Linked DNA regions of Sus scrofa: region 2 is linked to region 1. The links are chromatin contacts, called in public Hi-C maps. All regions are on one chromosome and are shown on one strand. Each heading gives the region's core, a stretch centred on a gene start, on an enhancer-like site or on the middle of the called end of the contact. The rest is flanking DNA. Distances are from core to core; before and after follow the strand shown. Region 1 overlaps OAZ2 (ornithine decarboxylase antizyme 2). Region 2 overlaps TRIP4 (activating signal cointegrator 1).

Region 1 (5,066 bases), core at 1,260-3,759:
AAACATCTTCATTTACTATTGGTGATTACATGTGAATAATATGTTTATACTGTTCTTTATGGAAAACAATTTCAACGAGTCAACTCTGAGAACACAATAGGCAACCCTCACCCTGAGCCCCTCAGCGTCCTTCCCTAGACAGCAAGGAGCCCCCTCCTCTGTCCCAGGGCTGCCTAACTTCCCCTCTTCCCCCACTGCGGCTCTTGGGCAAAGCATCCTCTATGACCATTAGTCCTCATCAGACAAGTTCTGGTCCAGGGGGTAAACCATGAACATCACATCTGGCCGAGAGGGAACACAGGGATGACCTGGACGCACAATCTCAAAGCCCAAGAAGCTGAAGGTCTTCAGGAGTGGAGCTGTAGAAGAGAAGAGTATAAAAAAGGGTTCTGATAAGAAACAACACAGGTAGGGTCAAATCAAGGGAAAACTCAAAAAACAAAGATGGAATAAATAAGCACTAGACCTCTACTAAATTTAGACTCCCAACCCCATGACTTCCCAGGGTGTGTAGGCCAAGCTCAGGAGCCTTGCTCTCGAGAGCCCCCTTTTCCTCTCCCCAGCCTAGGCAGCAGGTCTCAAGCTGCTCTGCCATCCACTCACCTCTGTCTTCCCGGCCCTTCCTGAAGCAGATGAAGACATAGTTCACTTTCATCTTCTCTTCAGCAAACTCTAGCAGTGCTAACAATCTGCAGGAAGCAAAGCAAACAATTCAGGCCCATTGCCGCTCTAAAGTTTTGCTCCAGCCCCCAAACCCCACCCCCCGACAAGGCTTTTCTGAGGCTTACACCCAGCACTGTGAACAGGAAAGCTTTGGGGAGTAGAAGAACTCAGGAGCCCTGAGTTCAGAAAAAAGTAAGCCACAATCCCTAAGAAAAATGTTACTGAATCATCTCTTCCTGGAGTAAAGGTTCTTCCTCTAAAATTATCACTAACCAATTTAACTAATGCAGTTCTACAAGAAAGGATGGGACCTACAGGAATAGAACTCAGTTTCTGAGGGGTCCTCCAAAGCTGCTAAGTGTGATGATAACATCTGCTGCTGAGAGGACTCTGGGCCCCAATACTGCCTAAAAGGATTTCCTCAAGAGGGCGGAGCCGTTCAAAGGAACTCCATCCTCAGGACTGTTTCTTACACACCTGGGAGCTTGGAAGGCCTTGCCCAATCCAATGAGATACCACTGTATCTCTGAGCTCCTCGCCTTCCAAGTGCACCACTGTAATGGTGGCTCAAGGAGGGTCTGATGTCCACTGGGAAGACTGAACCATGCGGTGATTCAATGATGGGAATATGGTTAATGTGATGATGATCTGCTTTCATTATAACAAGCCTGTTTTACTGGCTAAAAATAACCTGTTACAGAATCCTATATACCTGGGCAGCCTAGAGCTAGGGGAGAAGGCAGACTCCCTACCCGTCTGCTGTCCCCAGTAAGCATACACCTTTCTCTAGAGTAGACTGCCAGCCCTTCCCAACATGTGCTCCTTACCCTTCTTTGCTCCCATCAGCTAATAATCCATCTGGGATTTCTACAAACAGGCTCTGGCTGGACAGGACTGCATCCCAGGAAGAGACCTTCACCTCGGTGACCTCATACTGGAAGTGGACGATGTGAGGTTTTCCATCGTTCACAGGGAGGTCCTGGGTCACAGTGAGCTTCTCGTCCTGGGAGGATATCAGGTCAGAGGACCAGGTCACTACTGCTTCTGGCCACATCAGAGGCACCCTAAGCTGGGTGGCGCTGAGAGTCCTCTTGGGCCAACCTCGGGGTAGCATGGGATAGAGGGCATGCTGAAAATGTAGATGCTGGTAAAATGGAGCCATTCATTGGCCTAAAAGCTAGCATGATAGGAAGGGAAGTATTTACCAAGAGTCCACCACATGCCAAGAACTGCGCAAGCAAGGTATTGTTTCATTTTTCAGTCACCACTGCAAGCACTTGAGGTAGGCATCAGTATCCTCGATTTAAACCCAAGATACCAGGGGCCCAGAACAATTAAACAACTGACCCAAGGCTCCACAGTGAGAAAATGGCAGAGCTGAGATTCAAATCGGGTCTCCCTGACTAAACGCCCATACTTACCCTCCAAACCCTATGCTCTTTCCTTTCCACCTCTCAAAGAGAAATCTCAGGAACAAATGAGGGTGTACATGAGGGCTCAGCCGGGACACAGGTCAACCCAAACTGGCGCAAAAGACCAGGACAGTCTCAAGAGCCCACGACTCGGCTGCCCTGCTACCCTTCAATGCGAGTCTTAGAACCTAAGCCAATGTCTAGGCTTACAGAAGATTTAAAGGCAGTCAAGGTGATGGGGGAGTGAGACGCAAGGATCCCTCTCCTTACCACCCACCCCAGACTATTCCATCCCCCAGTCTGGTCAGGGACAGAAGTCAGAATGCCGAGAGGACAATGGGAAAATTCCTTCTGGCCCTTGGTATTTCTCAAGAGGAATGGAGGAGTAGCACCAGCGAGAGCTCCTGCATGCCTCCACTCAGCCTCCTCTTACTGTTCCCCCTCCCACTCAGTGCTGACCGAAGCTGAGAGGATGGCACGGTGTTTGCTTGGTGCTGAGGATCCTCCCTGTACTCCCCAAAGCCTCACAGCAGCCTCAGCTGCAAGTCCTTCCCAGTCCTCCTTACTGGCCTGGCCTGAGACTCCGAAGATTAAGGAAAGTGACCACTGCCCGAAAGCAGACACCCAGCAGTGTCAGAGAAGGCGCTGCTCCAAACCCTCCACCCCAAAGTCCTCCTTACCTTATATATTAGAGCTGAGACAGAAGGATCCCTGCCGCCCCCTCGCCCACCGGGGATCTTCGACAGTGGGTGAGGGGCATCAGGAGCACCACAGAGGCCCCGGAACAATGTGCCTGCAGCACTGGAGCTGGGGACAGTTACTCAAAGGCAAGATACTACTGCAAGAGACAAGTGAGACAGTAAACACAAAGCCTTAATTAAACATTTAACTCGGCACCCCCCCCCCCCCCGCCCCCGGCTCTCGCTAAGCAAGTGCTGCCTCAACACCTGCCCCAGGCCTTTGGGTTGCAGCTCTTAGAACGACTCTCCCAAAGGGCAGGAAACCCACCATCCTGCAGAGGCACGGAGAGTCCCAGAAGGGATCGGGGAGTTGAGCTGGATGGTCTGACCAGAGGAGCCCCTGTCAAACAGCCAACAAATCTCTGTGCCACCCACAGACCTTGGAAAAAACCAGACACTAGCCTGCCTACTAGGCCCACAGCTCCATACCCCCACTAGGCCCCTCTTTTTCATACCCCAACCGTGTCTCAACAACCCATGTGGCAGAGTGACAAACCCTACACAATCACTTTAGACTGGAGAGGCATATGGGCCTCAGGAAGTCACATGGAGTGTGTATCGTGTCCCTGAACTACTCCTGAGGCCACTTTTCCAATGATGGCCTCCTCAATCTGAACAATGGAACTAGACAAGAAGTCACTTACCCAAATCCCTTTAGGGTCAAGACTGAATCAAATCCAGGGATTTGGCTCCCGGAGAGGAGGTACACTACAGTACACAGTGTGGTATGGTATCTGAGTTTGTCCCTGGCATGCCACCAAATGCAGAGTTACCCTTTGCTGGAACTGACCCGGGTGTGGGGGTTCTGGTAATACTGATGTGATGTGATCAGAATGGACACTCAAGTGTGTGTATATTGCAGGCGTGGGGGTCGCTGAGGGGAGGTACACCTGCTGGGACCTGGGTAAAGAAGCCAATTATCAAATGGATCAGAGGGTGAAGGGCTTCTAAAGGAGCGCCTGTCACCTCCAGGTGTGTCCCTTCTGGACCACCATGATTTTTCAGGTGGGACCAATGGGACTCCAAATCTGCTCCGTGCCTTCTATGAATCCAATTTACTGGCTCTTTAAGCTGAGCTGTAGCTCACTCCACAGGCCCAGGGCAAGTGAAACAAGGAAAAGAGGAAGCCAGTCTGTGCATTTAACACCATGACTCAGCACCAGGCCTGGCCCCAGTGCCCCAGCACCTAGCCACAGGGCAGCTGGAACTCAGAGGGGAACATACACGGGAGGGTGTGGCCATGGGCTGCTGGGGCCAGCTCACCCAATCTCTCTCCAACTATAGTTGCAACTAGTGATACATGTTGGTAACTTAAATCAGCCACAGGGGGTGTATTTAAACCACAGAAACCAGCAAACGCCATAAATCAAGACCATTCTGTCCCCCTGAAAACCATCTGTAAAATGATGTGAGGCACCACTCTATACACTGTCCTTTGCTTTCGATGGCACGGGGTAGCAGATTTGGGTTCTTCACCTAGTCTCAGAGCGATAGAACTGAACTCACACCTAACACGGCAATGGTATGAAAAAACTAGAGGCGCACCTCACTCAGACCCCTCAGTGCCAAGAGAACTAGACAAGCATCCCAGCTGAGACCTAAGGCCAAACCCATCACTGCTCTAGCTCAGCTCTTCTGTTCTCTCAAGAATTTCAAATAGACGCCTGCAATTACACTTGGAAATTTCACTGGAAAATGAAGTTCCCAGGGCAGTGCCAGTGGGCCCAGAGCAGCATCAACACCTGGGAGTTAACCACCTACACCACCTCATGCCTCCTCTGCAAAGCCTCAGGGCTTCCTCATCTCCCCTCACCTACAGCTATCAGCAGAAAGGGCATGACAGAGGACTATGCTACTATTTCAGAATAGGACTTATTTTCTATTTCGAACAATGAGCTGCTAAAATCACCCCTTTCCAGTGTGTAAAGGCATACAATAATAATGACCAGGCCGGAAAAAAAGAAGGATGGGGGTTTCCCAAGCAAAGGCACACAAACATCCCTCATGAGACGGCCCCCTTCCCACTCCCTAGTTACCACCTTCGGGCTTCTGCTGAGGTTCCTACGGGAGCACCAGGAAGGCTGGGCCGCTGGAGAGAGCTGCCTTGTTTGTATTGGTCAGTGGAGCTACCCAAAGAGTGGGCAAACCTCTGCAGTTGACATGTGAGATGCAGCCTTGTACACCAGGAGAACTGCCTGGGTAATAAGCACCACATCAGTTCTAGAATTCTGGTGCTAACTCACTTTCAGAG
Region 2 (5,066 bases), core at 1,522-4,021, 280 kb before region 1:
AAAAAAAAAAAAAGTAATAGCTTTGGGGAGCTAGTGTGTAGGTAAGGATTTTTCCGTTAGGTTGAAGAATAATTAAGTAGCAAATCTTTCATGACTTTAAAGGCAAAGATTTTCATTTTATTGGTACAACTTGGATGCCTTGAAAATAGAAATTTGGATTGTAGAAGTCCTAAGGCTAATGAAAGCTTGAATTCAGAGTTACAGAGATCAGGTAAAATATAGGAACTGTGACAATTATTGTCTTTGTTCTGATGATAGGAAAAACTAGAAAACAGGGTTCACTCTCAAGTGAAAGGTATTACAGGAGAAATGTTTTTCACCAAAAGTATCCCTCCTGGTATCATCTATAGATCTCTTGGTTCAACTGGATAATATGCTATATGTTATGAGATCCTCCAAGACACTAAAATTTAGATTTTTTTTTCTACTAAATTTGTATTTAAGGGTGGAGGGCAGAAGCTGGTACACCCCTCACAGAGGACGACTTTGGATAGCAGCCACAGCCAAAAGACCTTCCCCTCAAGAAGTCTCAGAACTCCAGACTACCTATCTTGTTCTTCGTGGAAAAGGTAACAGCCATATATTCTTCTAATGTCATTCTTACTTTCTTTTTTATTTATTTATTCATTTTTTGTCTTTTTGTCTTTTTAGGGCCACACCTATGGCATATGGAGGTTCCCAGGCTAGGCGTCTAATTGGAGTTGTTGCTTCCTGCCTACGCCAGAGCCACAGCAGTGCCAGATCTGAGCCACATCTGCGACCTACACCACAGCTCACAGCAACAGCAGATCATAACCCACTGAGCAAGGCCAGCGATCGAACCCGAAACCTAATGGTTCCTAGTCGGATTTGTTTCTGCTGCACCACAACGGGAACTCCTCTTTTCTTATTTTTTCTTTTTTCATATTAGTTCCTAACACCAGAAATCAACCAACTGGTCTTAATTTTCTCAACTTTTTAAATTATGAGAATAAAGTAACTACTATAAATTCTAGGATCTTTAGATTGGAAAGAACAACCACAAATAAGAATTTTTTACTGGGAGTGACCCAAATAGATATCTCCTATCAAATTTGGACAGATCAAAGTTGGTTGCCTTAGGCAGTGAGTTTTGGGAATCATCTTAAGTATACTCAATTTGGGTCCTAAAAAACACTTTTGACCCATGGGTATCTTGGTTTCCTTCCTTTTCAGCCATACAGGTGTTTTGAAGGTAAAATGAGACAATAATTACAGAATCACTTTTAAAAGTTAAGAAACCAAGCTTTAGGAATCAAAAGTGCATGTTTCCTTAAAAATTCATTTCTGTTTTGACTGATATGACTGGGTTCTTTTAAAGTCATATTCTGACATTCTTATGTTTTTTACTACATTTCTGTGATTTTTCTCTTGACACCTCTGGCTTGTTTCTAAAACCCATCACCACCAAATCCAGTCTGGGGAGTTCCTGTTATGGCTCAGCAATAACGAACCTGACTGGTATCCATGAGGATGCTGGTTTAAGCCCTGGCCTCGATCAATGGGTTAAAAATCCAGCGTCGCTGTGAGCTGTGGTGTAGGTCACAGGCATGGCAGATCTGGTGTTGCTGTGGCCGTGACGTAGGCTGGCAGCTGTAGCTCTGATTGGACCTCTAGCCTGGGAACTTCGATATGCCATAGGTGCAGCCCTAAAAAAAAGAAAAAAAGGAAAAAAAAAATCCAGTCTGATCTAGTTGAGTATAGTAGAGTTGATTTTTTTGGAATAAAGTTGTGGGTTGTGGATAGTGGACTAAGCAGTAAATTTTTTTCTAAAATACAAACAATTGAACCAAATAAAAAGCCTCATTGTTTTCCTTTTGTCTACAAATAGATAATAGACAAAGTGATTTGTTCAGAGTTGAAAACAAACTTGTGAGTTCTAGGGTCACAAAAAAAGGAAATTTATGTAATCTTTCTATTATTCTTGATTCAGATGTGGAATTTCCAAATGACTATCCATCGGGTTGTCTTCTGGGCTGTGTAGACCTAATTGACTGCTTGTCCCAGAAGCAATTTAAAGATCAGGTGAGTAAAAAATATTTCTCTTGAATGGTTGCTTTGTTTGCCACCATAACTAATCTGTAGATCCTTCAACTCAGAATATCCTATAGATAGGAAGGTGCTGGAAAACCAAATTTAGACAGGTGAGGAGACTCTTTTAAGGAGAAGGTGTTGGGGAGAGAAAAGACCATGGCAGAAGCAGAAAGACATAGAGATGCTTTGTACCTAGTAGAGAGAGGACTGGTACATATATATTTCTGCCTAAAAAGCTATTGTCACAATCTAGCTAATAAGTGTAGAGTCCTCATGCTTCAATAAAAGTTTGCTGCTTTTGGCAAAGAAATCCTCCATTATTTCTAGGATTATTTTAATTATGTAGTGGGAATGGAGGAATTTGTTATTACTTATTTTGAACCATTTGGTCCAGGCCAGAGAATTTGTGATAGACAAGTATGTTTGAACTCTGATTTCCTGGATTTGGGTGTATGTTTGTATGCACATATTTTTGTTTGTTTTGCCTTTTTTTTTTTTTTTTTTTAGTGCCACACCCACGGCATATGGAAGTTTCCAGGCTAGGCGTCTAATTGGAGCTTCAGCTACTGGCCTACACCACAGCCACAGCAACACCAGATCCAAGCCACGTCTGTGACCTACCCCACAGCTCACGGCAACACTGGAACCTTGACCCACTGAGCAAGGCCAGGGATTGAACCTGCAACCTCATGGTTCCTAGTCAGATTTGGTTTGCTGCGTCACGGCGGGAACTCCTGTATGTACATATTTGTATGTATTTCTATTTATTTTAATTACTAAAGATTGAAGTGATGTAACTAAAGTACCTATTTGAACAGCAGAGGGAGCTGAAGGACTTTAGCTTAATTAGAAAAACTTGAGTGTTTTTCTTTTTTAGGGCCGCACCCATGGTGAATGGAATTCCCAGGCTAGGGGTTGAATGGGAGCTATAGCTGCTGGCCTTCCACTGCCACAGCAATGGAGGATCTGAGCTGCATCTGCAACCTACACCACAGCTCATGGCAATGCCGGATCCCCGACCCACTGAGTGCGTCTAGGGATCGAACCCACATCCTCATGGATGATAGTCAGCTTCGCTTCCACTGAGCCATGATGGGAACTCCTGAAAAACTTATAGGCTTAACATTTGGACACATATTAGCAGGAAGCCACAATGGAAGGTCTATCTTGAAGCATGAAGTGTCTTACCTAACAGTCTTGTTTTCCTGTGTTTTTGTACAGTTACTTTATGCTGTAGGAGTTCCACCACTGGGCTTAAGAAAATGTTCTTCCTAGCTTAGTTTTCCCAGTCTATTCTTTGTTTTCCATAGTCTTATTTGCCTTTCATTAGTGCTGTTAGTGTCTGCTTAAAAACAAAACAAAACAAAAACTGTTCCCACTCATCTCATTCTTTCTATCCCTTCCTCACAGATTTTAGCAGGTAGTTTTAGCCTCTAGTTTTGTGTTTGTTGTTTTTTTCTTGTGGATTGCCTCCTAAGCCCTTTTCTGATTACTTCATGTATATGAGTACAATGTTTGCCTTTTGGTATGAATTTTAACTCCTACCCTTTTGTTCTTTCCTTAATACCTGATCCAGAGTTAGGCAAAACTATAGCCATGCAGAGGCCCTTTGTTTTCCATACACTTGTGCCTCTTCTTTCTGTGGACCTTTTGTGCATTTTTTCAATATCTTCTTTCCTCTTCCATTCTTCTTTTTTTCAGCCTAGAAGTAATAATTATAAAAATTCCTTACATCTGAATTCCCATCGTGGCACAGTGGTTCATGAATCTGACTAGGAACCATGAGGTTGCAGGTTCGATCCCTGACCTTGCTCAGTGGGTTAATGATCCGGCGTTGCCTTGAGCTGTGGTGTAGGTTGAAGATGCGGCTTGGATCTGGCATTGCTGTGGCTCTGGTGTAGGCCGGTGGCTATAGCTCCAATTAGACCCCTAGCCTGGGAACCTCCATATGCTGCAGGAGTGGCCCTAGAAAAGGCAAAAAAAAAAAAAAAAAAAAAAAAATTCCTTATGTTGTATAGGGTTTTAGAGACTCATGAAGAGCTTAGTATAATTAATGTATTATATTTTCTTCTTAGGATATTTGCATTCTAAAAGGAAACTCAGGGAGTTCACTTCATGGCTTAAAGGTTAACAAACCCGCCTAGGATCCATGAGGATGTGGGTTTGATCCCTGATCTCGCTCAGTGGGTTATGGATCTGGCATTGCTGTGGCTGTGGTGTAGGCCAGCAGCTGCAGCTCCAGTTTGACCCCTAGCCTTAGAACCTCCATATGCAGCGAGTTGTGGCCCTAAAAAGCAAAAAAAAAAAAAAAAAAAGAACTCAGGGACTTCCTGTTGTGGTGCAGTGGAAACGAACTTGACTAGTATCCATGAGGATGCGGGTTCGATCCCTGGCCTCCTTCAGTGGGTTAAGGATCCACCTGGTGTTTCCATGAGCTGTGATGTAGGTCCCAGACATGGCTGGGATCTGTTATTGCTGTGGTGTGGCATAGGCTGGTGGCTGTAGGTCTGATTCGATCGCTAGCCTGGGAGCTTCTATATGCCAATTGTGTGGTCCTAAAAAGCAAAAAAATAAATAAATAAAATGAAACTCCGGAGCATCTGGCAGTGAGGGTAGTGGGTTTTGGCAAGAGACTTTATTTTCTTTTTTGTCAATCAAGCAGACCACCACTTGACTGATACAAGGTCAAATGATTTCAATTGCTGGGCAGTTAGCTAATCTTTTTGCCACAGATTTGTGTTGAAAAGGGTAGAGGGCTGTAATTGTGATCCATAGTGTACCACAAGGCTTATGGGAATTGGAAATCTAATTAATGAAACACATCTTTTTGGTTTCTCAAGGATACTTCTCTTTCAGATCAGCATGATACTCCTTGAGTGTATGTTCTTTTACCTGGGGGATGCTGAGGGAAGCACATAGAAGTGTAGGAATCCTCCCATATGTTCCCAGCTGGGGGTCCTGGCAACTCTTTATAAATTTCCCTGATTTGTATGATATTAGAATATCCCCAAATG

Evidence for each region. Hi-C and Micro-C count contacts between places; a contact is called where the count stands out from the background.
Region 2: a Hi-C map of omental adipose tissue shows a contact between it and region 1, with 2.1 times the contacts expected there. The contact joins two enhancer-like sites. A contact is called at or near these places in 2 of 5 promoter capture datasets (fetal skeletal muscle and liver), 23 of 47 Hi-C or Micro-C datasets (adipocytes, alveolar macrophages, blood and 12 more) and 2 of 2 datasets of contacts at active chromatin or transcription factors (alveolar macrophages and skeletal muscle).

Annotation. Positions count from the first base shown.
Region 1 is chr1:107,333,379-107,338,444 of Sscrofa11.1, reverse strand. It overlaps OAZ2 (ornithine decarboxylase antizyme 2), which reads right to left. Exons shown (of 5, transcript NM_001301326.1): 2 at 2,756-2,910; 3 at 1,491-1,666; 4 at 604-689; 5 at 1-359. The coding sequence ends at 229. Among named protein-coding and RNA genes, the nearest start is that of OAZ2, 11 kb to the right of the region's middle. Within about 2 kb of position 2,509, at least 28 of the 83 cell types and tissues checked have an H3K27ac peak or open chromatin away from gene starts, as enhancers often do. A contact at or near this core is called in omental adipose tissue, where this site is marked.
Region 2 is chr1:107,612,541-107,617,606 of Sscrofa11.1, reverse strand. It overlaps TRIP4 (activating signal cointegrator 1), which reads left to right. Exons shown (of 12, transcript XM_021093826.1): 9 at 445-569; 10 at 1,952-2,043. Among named protein-coding and RNA genes, the nearest start is that of ZNF609, 32 kb to the right of the region's middle. Within about 2 kb of position 2,771, at least 3 of the 83 cell types and tissues checked have an H3K27ac peak or open chromatin away from gene starts, as enhancers often do. A contact at or near this core is called in omental adipose tissue, where this site is marked.